Linked DNA regions of Mus musculus: all the other regions are linked to region 2. Evidence: chromatin contacts called from public HiChIP or PLAC-seq and promoter capture Hi-C data. All regions are on one chromosome and are shown on one strand. The core of a region is the stretch at or near the end of the contact, and the rest is flanking DNA. Distances in the headings are between cores, read along the strand shown. Region 1 holds the start of 1110006O24Rik (RIKEN cDNA 1110006O24 gene). Region 2 holds the start of Rfc5 (replication factor C (activator 1) 5). Region 3 has its middle 15 kb from the start of Prkab1.

Region 1 (2,700 bases), core at 74-2,573, 1.8 Mb after region 2:
ATCCTTGGCCAGAAACCAGTGTGACTCTCATTCACTGACCAAATGCATTTAAGCACTGGGTACCAGAAGCTGATCTATGAATCAGAGATGGCGCGGTACTGAAAGGTGTGTGGTGTGTGTGTGTTTGTGTACACAAAGCACTTAAAATATTGAATGAAGCACCCGGGTAAGAGAACAGCAAACACTGTCCACCTACTGTGTGCCAAACACTAGTCCCCTCATTAAGTGTGTGCTCACATCAGCCTTGGCAGGCAAATCTACCACTCCCATTCCACAGATGAGAACTGAACCTTGCTGAGACTTAGTAACAATTCTAAAGGAATGCGCTCATGGCTGTACCTGCCGCACCTCATCCAAGCGCACGGCAACCCGGAGACGGGTCCTGGAAATACCCCCATTTCACGGAGCGCTGAGTCTTCACAGGGCGACTCATGCTGCTAACACTGTGAGTTACTTAGAGGTTACTTTATGCCGGGTCAGGCGCTTTTCCCTACTTTCAGCTCACCGAATCATCCCACCGCTCAGCTTAACAAGTCCCCACTTCTCAGATGCAGGAACTGAGGCTCAAGGGAGGCGAGACAACTCGCCCAAGGTCACAGAGCGGCAAAAGCTTGCCTCCCCGGGACTCGAACCCGGCTCTCTCCAACTCCAGCGATCGCGCGACTTGACCAAGGTCACACGTGAGGCAGGAACGAGCGCCGGGGCCGTGCGTGCATCCCGCGCCCTCGGTGCCCCCCGCCCCGCCGAGGAGCCACCCCGGAGTCCCCTCGCTGCGGCCCCCCCGGGGCCTGCGACCCCGCCGAGCTCCGCGCCTCCCGCCCCGCGCGGGCCGCGCCTCCTCGCTCGCTCGCCCGCCCGCCCCGCTCGCCCGCCCGCCCCGAGGCCCCCGCGGGCCGCGCCCGGCAGGGCCCACACCGCCTCCGGCCCCTGCGGCCCTCACCGCTGTCGCCGATGATGAGCAGCTTGAAGAGGTGGTCGTAGTCCCGGGCCATGGCGGGCGGGGGCGGCGGGCGGGCGGGCGCGCGCGCGCGGGCGGGCAGGCGAGCTGGGCGGGCGGGGTCGGTCCTGGCCTCGCGATCCGCAGCTCCCTCCCGGCTGCTCCGGCAGCGGCGGATCCACTTCCCGAACAAACAGCCGGAACTGACAGAAACACCTCCCTCCGCTCCCCCACCTCCGCCTCCTCCTCCTCCTCCTCAGCAGCCGCCGCCGGTGCCGCCGCCTCCCTCCTTCCCGCCCCGCCCCGCCACTGCGCAGGCGCGGGGGCTGGAACCGCCTCTGCGCAGCCGCAGCCCCGGCCAGCCGCGCCCTCTCCGCGCACGCGCAGTGCGCTACGCTCGCCGGCCGAGGTCCGAGTGAGCTAGCGAGCGAGCGAGCGAGCGAGCGCCGTCGCTGCGGATCCCCGGGAGAACCGAACCGTTTAGCAGGGCCCGACGGAAGAGAGGTGACAACCGGCCGCAGGGCTGAAGCCTGGAGGTCAGCGCTGGGGAGGAAGTCGTCCCCCGAGCACCACGATCCCGGACGCCCGACCCCCTGGCGGAACGGGTAGCGGTTCCGGATTGGGATCCGTGGGGCGTATGCACCCTGCTCGCCAGCGCTTCTGCTCCTTCTGCCTCAGTTTTCCGGACGCAGCGCGGAGCCAGCCCCACGTTTTTTTCCAGTTGGAGCGGAAGCCCACCTGCCCGTCCCCGAGAGCTGTCGCTGCCATCGCCATCCTCCCTGCAGGTCTGCAGGGATTGCCCCATCCCTGTGGTTTTTTACTTTTTCCAGACAAGTTCTCAAGTATCCCAGGGTGGCTTCCTGACTCTCTCGAGTAGCCGAGGATAACCATATACTTCTGATCCCACCTGTACCTCCTGAGTCCTGTTTTAATGTGGTGCTGAGACTCGAACCCATGGCTTCGCAGATGCTAGGCAGACGCTTTTCGAGCTGAGCTCCACCCCCAGCCTCTTTGTCCCTGCTTCTTCTTGCCCTCCAGTGCTTTCCAGCCAAGCACCTGTTGGGGATACTGCCCACTCCTAATCTTTCCCCGTAAGAAGCAGTGCTAGTGTTTAAAACAAAACAACAACAAAATACAGACGCTTACTGAATTCAAAGTTGACATTAGTTTTCCTTTAAAGTTTCTTGGACAGCATGAAACACTTACTAGTCTAATGGATACATGTTTTCCCATACATTTCAGAGTATCTAAGCACCCATGTGCCTCTCGCAGTTCACCGGTATGCCGCCATCAATCATTTAACTGCCTCGTCACCACGTGGTACCCCCATCTGATGGTTGTACTATTCCTTAACAATTCCGCTGCTGGTAGATTTATGCAGTTCATAATTTTCTTGTTATTCAAGGTACTGCAGGTCCTTGAACAGCACACACAGTGTCTGATCTAGGCCTTGCTTGAACTCTTTATTTCCCTGAAGCAAGCCTGGTGATGTCAGATGAACACGAGCCTAGAATCATAAGATACTGGCTGAGGAGAGACGCTGGCTGTGTTGTGTTCTTGATTGAAAACTCCTGGGACTGGCCAGGTTCCTGCTATTCCTTTGATTGGCATTTTTTAAGAAACAGGGAAGGGGCTGAGGAATGGCTCAGCAGTTAAGAACACTGGCTGCTCCTCCGGAGGAACCTGGTTAAATCCTCAGCCCCTCCCACCCCCCATGGCGCCTTACCAGGATCTGTAACTCCAGTCTCAGAACTGATGTCACC
Region 2 (2,914 bases), core at 65-2,564:
AAAAGTCCAGCTAAGGTAATTCTTTTGTAAGTGGACACAGCTGAACTCCCCCAGATGGCAGCTGCTTGACTCCAAAGGTAGTTAAGTACACCACCAGGCTGGCCATGAGCTGGATATGCAGTCAAGGATGATCTTGCGATTCAAACGGCCAAGCTTGACAGCTAAGTTCGATTCCCAGGACGTCTGCATAAGAAAGAAGACCAACTCTTGAAAATTGATGCACATGGCCTCCACATGTGCAGCGAGGCACACACAAATTAATTAAAGTTAGTTTTCTTTCGAGTTTTTAAGACAGGGTCTCACTATGTAGCCCTAGCTGTCCTAGAGGCCACTCTGTAGACCTTGAACTCACAGAGATCCATCTGCTTCTGCCTCCCAAGTACTCGAATTAAAGGCATACCTGGCTCAAAGTAAAAGCTAAAGATGAAAATAAAATTGGTCACCAGGCAAACGGTGAAGCTCACATTTAATTAATCCCTGCACTTGGGAGGTAGAGGCAGGTGGATCTCTGGGTTTGAGGCTAACCTGGCCTACAGAGTGAGCTTCAGGATAGCCAAAGATACAGAGAGAAACCCTGTCTCAAAACTAATCAAATAAATAAATAAACAAACAAACAAATAAATAAATAAAATTGGTCTGTAATCCTCTTACTGTAGGAGAAAATGCATTTGTGTGTATAAAACACAAATGTTTGTATGTATTTATATGAATATATGTATGCATGTATGTGTATATATGTAACTGTATTTATGTGTATATATGATTGAATGTGTATGTTCTGTGTGTATATATATGTGTGTGATATACATGTATATGTGAGTATATATGTATGCATGTATGTATGTATGTATGCGTATTAACTGTGTATTTGTGTATACTTGTGTGTATGTATCTGTATGTGTATGTGAGTGCAGGCGTATATCTGTTTATATGTATGTGAATGGGGATGTATGTATATGTATATTTGTAACTGTGTGCATACCTGTATATGTACGTGTGTCTCTGTGTGTGTGTTGCTGGTTATGGAACCGAGGTTGCACTGACCACACACCTTGCTGCTCCTTGCGGCTTGCCCCTGCACTGACAGGATCGGGCCCTGGTGAGGCCCGCGGTGGCTCTGGCTTCAGCGCGCGGTCACCCTGGACCTCGTGCGAGGAGGCTGAGACAGCCGACTCAGGCGGTAACTCCGCTGCAGGCCGGCGCCTAGGGTTACCTAGCAACCAGCACCTTAGCAACGGGGAGGAGGCGGGCCGGGGGACGGAAGCCGGAAGCCGGAGGCGAAGCCTCGCGAGGGTTGGTTTGCGCGCGGACTCCGAGTGCGGCGGGTCAGTGGCAGGGACCCGCAGCATCTGTCAGTCATGACGGCGGCCGCGCCTTCGCAGCAGCGGCCCGCGGCGGCCCGGGCCCGGAACCTGCCCTGGTAGGAGCGGCCCCACATCCCGCTTCCCGCTCTTCCTCCTAGGAGCTTTGCAGATCCTTCCCCGCTCCCGGCCTTGGCGCCGCAGCCGCTCCTCCGCTTCCATACCTGAACGGGCTCTGAGCTCAGCTTAGCCATCCTCGGGGTCCTCGAGCATCGCCTCTGCGCTCCGATGACCCTAATAAATTGATCCTGGGTTTCTTTAGAAAGGTTCCGAGGACGGAGGAGTGGGTAGGCTTGGTTGGATTCGAACTCGTGTCCGAATTCAGCGCTTGCACTCTATCCCCTCTTTATTTGCGGGGGAGGGACCGTAGCAGCGCACCCTGGTGGAGGTCAGAGGACAACTTGCAGGGACCTGATCTTCCACCCAGGGCCCCAGCGCCTGCATTCTGAATGGCCCTACAGCACCTTAGCGGTGTTTTAAATGAAGCAAGCCTAGCCATGCTTTCATTTTCTTTTCTTCTGGTCTATCCTGAGGAGGAAGACTTGTCTCAGGCCACACGGTATTTAAATTCTCAGGACTGGAGTCACAGACCGTGTGGCCTTTTGAGTCTGGCTTCTCGAACTCAAGGGTTTTCTGTTCTGTAGCATGGTTCAGCACTCGATTCCCTCTTGAAAGCCACATCATAAGTGGATTGCCCGTTCTCTTGCTTATAGGTATTTGAGTATGAGTTCCGTTTGCGCAGTCTCAGCGCTGTTGGTGAGGGGCAAGGGGGAGCTGTCCTGCCCACTGGAGGATGTTAGCAACCTCCTGACTCCTACTCAACAGATGCTGCTAACACCCATTGCACAGTTAATACAGATAACTGGCCTGACCGATGTCCCCTGGGGGGACAGAACAACTCCTGGTTGTGAGAGCCAGTGCTCTGTTCAGACGCGAAGGGTTTCTCTTCCTCTGCTGCTTAGGATGTGAAGGGGCTTCTTTGCATGTAACAGAACATGGCTTGAGTATATAGATTGTAACTTAACGGTGAATCCTATTTCAGGGTTGAGAAGTACCGGCCACAGACCCTGGCCGATCTCATTTCTCACCAGGACATTCTGAGTACCAGTAAGTATCTGTCTGTTGCTGCTGTCCTTGTGGAGGGTTGGGTCCATTTCGTGATGACGATGTCTCTGCTGGGTGACCCTTAGAGGATGCTCTGAGCCTTTATAGAACCGGCCATGTGTCGCCTTCTCCATAGTGTACCAAACTGTCTCAAGATCTGTTTGGTTTTACTGTTTAGGTGTTTTGTTTACACATGAAAGTGTGTGCACCTTGTGTGCCTGGCTCCTCCAGAGGCCAGAAGAGGACCCTGGATCCTGTAGGCAGTTGTGAGCTGCTATGTAGGTGCTAGGAACCAAACCCAGATCCTCTGCAAGAGCACCCGGCTTAACTGAGGCACCTTCCCAATCCCCCCATGTCCCAAGAAGACAACACAGAAGAGGGATGGTTGATTTTGAAGAGGTTTTGGTTCACAGTGCTTGGCTCTGTTGACTCTAGACCCTTGGTGAGCA
Region 3 (2,700 bases), core at 70-2,569, 1.4 Mb after region 2:
AACTTGAGCCTTCCGCCTTTTGGCCTCGAGTCTTCAAGGGAAAGCAAGGGAGTCGTGAACATGTCTGTATTTCTTCTAAAGTCCATCATCTCAGTTAACTGTAAGAATCATCCAGTTTCTGACAGCTGTATCTGAATCCAAACCTTGGACAAGCTACTGCCCCTGAGGGATGCACGCGTCTCTGAGATCCACATCAGTAGGCCAGCTCTTACTATTGCCCCTGCCCCACCCCCACCCCCAAGAGAATTCAACTGTGCCATTTAGAAACTCCACAGCCAGGCTCCCTAATCTGTAGCTGTCTAAAGGTGCCACGGGTGGGTACAGTAGCAGAGTCACCTTCAAAGTCTTCTTCCACCTCTAATAACCTCTTCTGAGCAAACCTCTCTATTACTCATTGACAGACCCAGGGGAAAGCAGAGACTCCTATATTGTATTTCCACAGGCAGCCCCCACTGCTTCAGGAAAACAGATGGGACATGTGACTGGGTCCCAGTCCTCACACTTCAAGACAGCAGCAGCAGCAACATCTTAAGCCAGCAAGAAAGAGCCAGCCAGAGCAGCCTCTGCCTGGAACAAGGAGAGCAGGCCAGTTTCTTAGCCTTGGCACTACAGAGATAGATCGTTATTGGTGTGTGTGTGTGTGTGTGTGTGTGTGTGTAGGCTGTAATTATTGAGTATTTTATGACCCCTCTCCACCCTTTGGATACCAACCATCAGGAACCCAGACCTGTGGCAACCAGAACTAAGCCTAGCTACCCCCAAGCATCCTGTCTTGGGGAAGGAAGGCAAACTGTCCTGGCTATGAGTCACTGAAAGGAGCCAGCCTGTGGTGGAAGCTCTGCTGCCCCACCCCACAGGGCTAGCCTCTTCTCTTCCTATGGGTCTTAACTGAGTGTGAGTGTTCTTAACCAACCTATGGAAAAGGCCCCCTGCTGCAGACAGATTAGTAAGTAGGTTATCTCTTTTTCTGTCCCTAAGGGCTCAAGAGTCTCACAGTCAGGAAACTTGGTATGTACCCAATGCCTTGAGTTCTGTGAGAATTAAGGTGTGTGACCTGATACAACTTTACACTAAACTCAAAGAGGCAGCAGGGGAGGCCTCATTACATAGCGTGGCTGCGTGACTTCATGACTTCACTGTTGTTCCGTACAGGTAGTTCTTGGGTCTAGAGGACCTCTCGGCTCCTTTTAGAACCAAGCCCTGTTTACTTAGCGTATAAGGTAGCCCCTGGCTGCCAAGAATTGCTAGGCTAATCGCTGAACTGGTTGGCTGATGGTGAATGGACATTTTTCTAATGTTTGTTCTATGGGAAGAAGTTGCAACATCTCCCAAGTCCTTGTGAGTCATTTTCTTTCTTACAGTCACAGGGGAAAATCCACTGTAGCCTCCCATCAGATTTGACTGTCAAAGTCAATTTTTAACTACATCTGATTACCTTGTTATGTTGAGTCAGAGATGTAAAGCGGCAGGTTATCACTGGAATCAGGGGTTGGGGAGGGGGAATAATGAACCATAAGTGGAGGGGACCGGTTTACCTTGCAGACAGGAAGCATCCGGTTACCTTCATTGGAACTCCCTCGAAAGAGACATGCAATATTAAGTTCTCAGTGGCCTCAGTGTAATGGGATCAGAAAAAGCTCGTGCTGACCTGTTTTTCTGGTTAGCTGCCTTCCGGCTAATCTGTTCTGACCTAATCCTTGTAAAGTAGCCTCGTTGACCGTTTAAAGGAGCTTTCTGGTCCCCTGCCCTAAAAAATGGTCTTAAGAGCAAGTCCCCACTAGTTCACAGAAACGCTGACCAAACTGTGCCCCCCCCCCCCCTCCAACAGCTTCTGATTCTATCCATCCCCCAGAGCTGATGGGCCCAGTGAGCCTGCACAGACCCTAGCGGGGCTTTTTATGGTCTCTGACAAGAAAAGATGCCAAGGGAGAAGGGAGTGAACGTATTGTTTTTTTTTTTTTTTTTTTTTTTTTTTTTTTGAGACCACTGCTTTATTTCATTATTGTTCAACAACAGAGCCATCCCTCTCAGGTGGATCTGGAATTGCCCATGTGTGCCCATGTGTTCTCCTCGTTCTTAATAAAAAAAGGTAATGAAGAAAAGCCTGTAATTTTTGGAGACCTAGAATCTTATTGATGCTAATAGAAGCTTTTGACTGCGATTTCGGGTTACGATTATTTCCTGCTGGCGTCCCGGTGGTCACACAGAAGAGTTCCCCACTCCGGCGGAGACGGCTGTCCGCGGCTACCACCGTTGAAAACAAAAGTATTGAAAAATGCACCTTTTACAATAAAAAAGTAGAAACCAATTCAATTTCCTTTTTTTTTTTTTTACGAATATAAAGTTTCTTGTAAATATGTACAGTCTGTTGAGCTAGCTCTATGTAGCAGGAAGCACTTCACAGATGAGACACGCAATATACACTTGTCAGGGCTCAAGGAACCCGTTTCTCGTGGAGGTCCTAAGTGAGATGCCAAGACTGAAGACCAGTTATCAGTGACCATTCCAAATACTTGTGGACCAAGAGACAAAAAACTTCAGCAAACAGCCAGTCAGATCTGCCCTGGGGGTGGGGGTGGCGGTGGGGGCAGGGGGGGGGATAGGGAACATGACCCCCAAAGACTCCAAGCAACACAGAAAACACAACAGCAGGGCACGGGATGTGGAGGGTCACAGGCGTCTCAAACAAGAAAGCACTTA

The links. Promoter capture Hi-C pulls out the DNA fragments that hold promoters and counts their contacts. HiChIP or PLAC-seq counts read pairs in DNA pulled down with a chosen protein or histone mark.
Region 1: a promoter capture Hi-C map of hippocampal neurons shows a contact between it and region 2, with 4 times the contacts expected there. The contact joins the promoter of 1110006O24Rik here to the promoter of Rfc5 in region 2. A contact is called at or near these places in 2 of 39 promoter capture datasets (hippocampal neurons and liver).
Region 3: a contact with region 2 is called in an HNF4G HiChIP or PLAC-seq map of pancreatic cancer cells. The contact joins the enhancer-like site here to the promoter of Rfc5 in region 2. A contact is called at or near these places in 2 of 39 promoter capture datasets (the 3T3-L1 cell line and hippocampal neurons), 1 of 484 Hi-C or Micro-C datasets (liver) and 3 of 115 datasets of contacts at active chromatin or transcription factors (the 230-238 cell line and pancreatic cancer cells).

What each region holds. Positions count from the first base shown.
Region 1 is chr5:115,630,439-115,633,138 of GRCm38.p6, reverse strand. 1110006O24Rik (RIKEN cDNA 1110006O24 gene) reads left to right here and starts at 1,323. Exons shown (of 1, transcript NR_027810.1): 1 at 1,323-2,090. It overlaps Rab35 (RAB35, member RAS oncogene family), which reads right to left and starts at 1,152. Exons shown (of 6, transcript NM_198163.1): 1 at 941-1,152. The coding sequence starts at 992.
Region 2 is chr5:117,387,423-117,390,336 of GRCm38.p6, reverse strand. It overlaps Rfc5 (replication factor C (activator 1) 5), which reads left to right and starts at 1,314. Exons shown (of 11, transcript NM_028128.1): 1 at 1,314-1,420; 2 at 2,404-2,468. The coding sequence starts at 1,359. It overlaps Gm15728 (predicted gene 15728), which reads right to left and starts at 1,215. Exons shown (of 2, transcript NR_166496.1): 1 at 1,052-1,215; 2 at 1-183.
Region 3 is chr5:116,008,195-116,010,894 of GRCm38.p6, reverse strand. It overlaps a transcript of Cit not described here. Among named protein-coding and RNA genes, the nearest start is that of Prkab1, 15 kb to the left of the region's middle. Within about 2 kb of position 1,319, at least 79 of the 459 cell types and tissues checked have an H3K27ac peak or open chromatin away from gene starts, as enhancers often do. A contact at or near this core is called in pancreatic cancer cells, where this site is marked.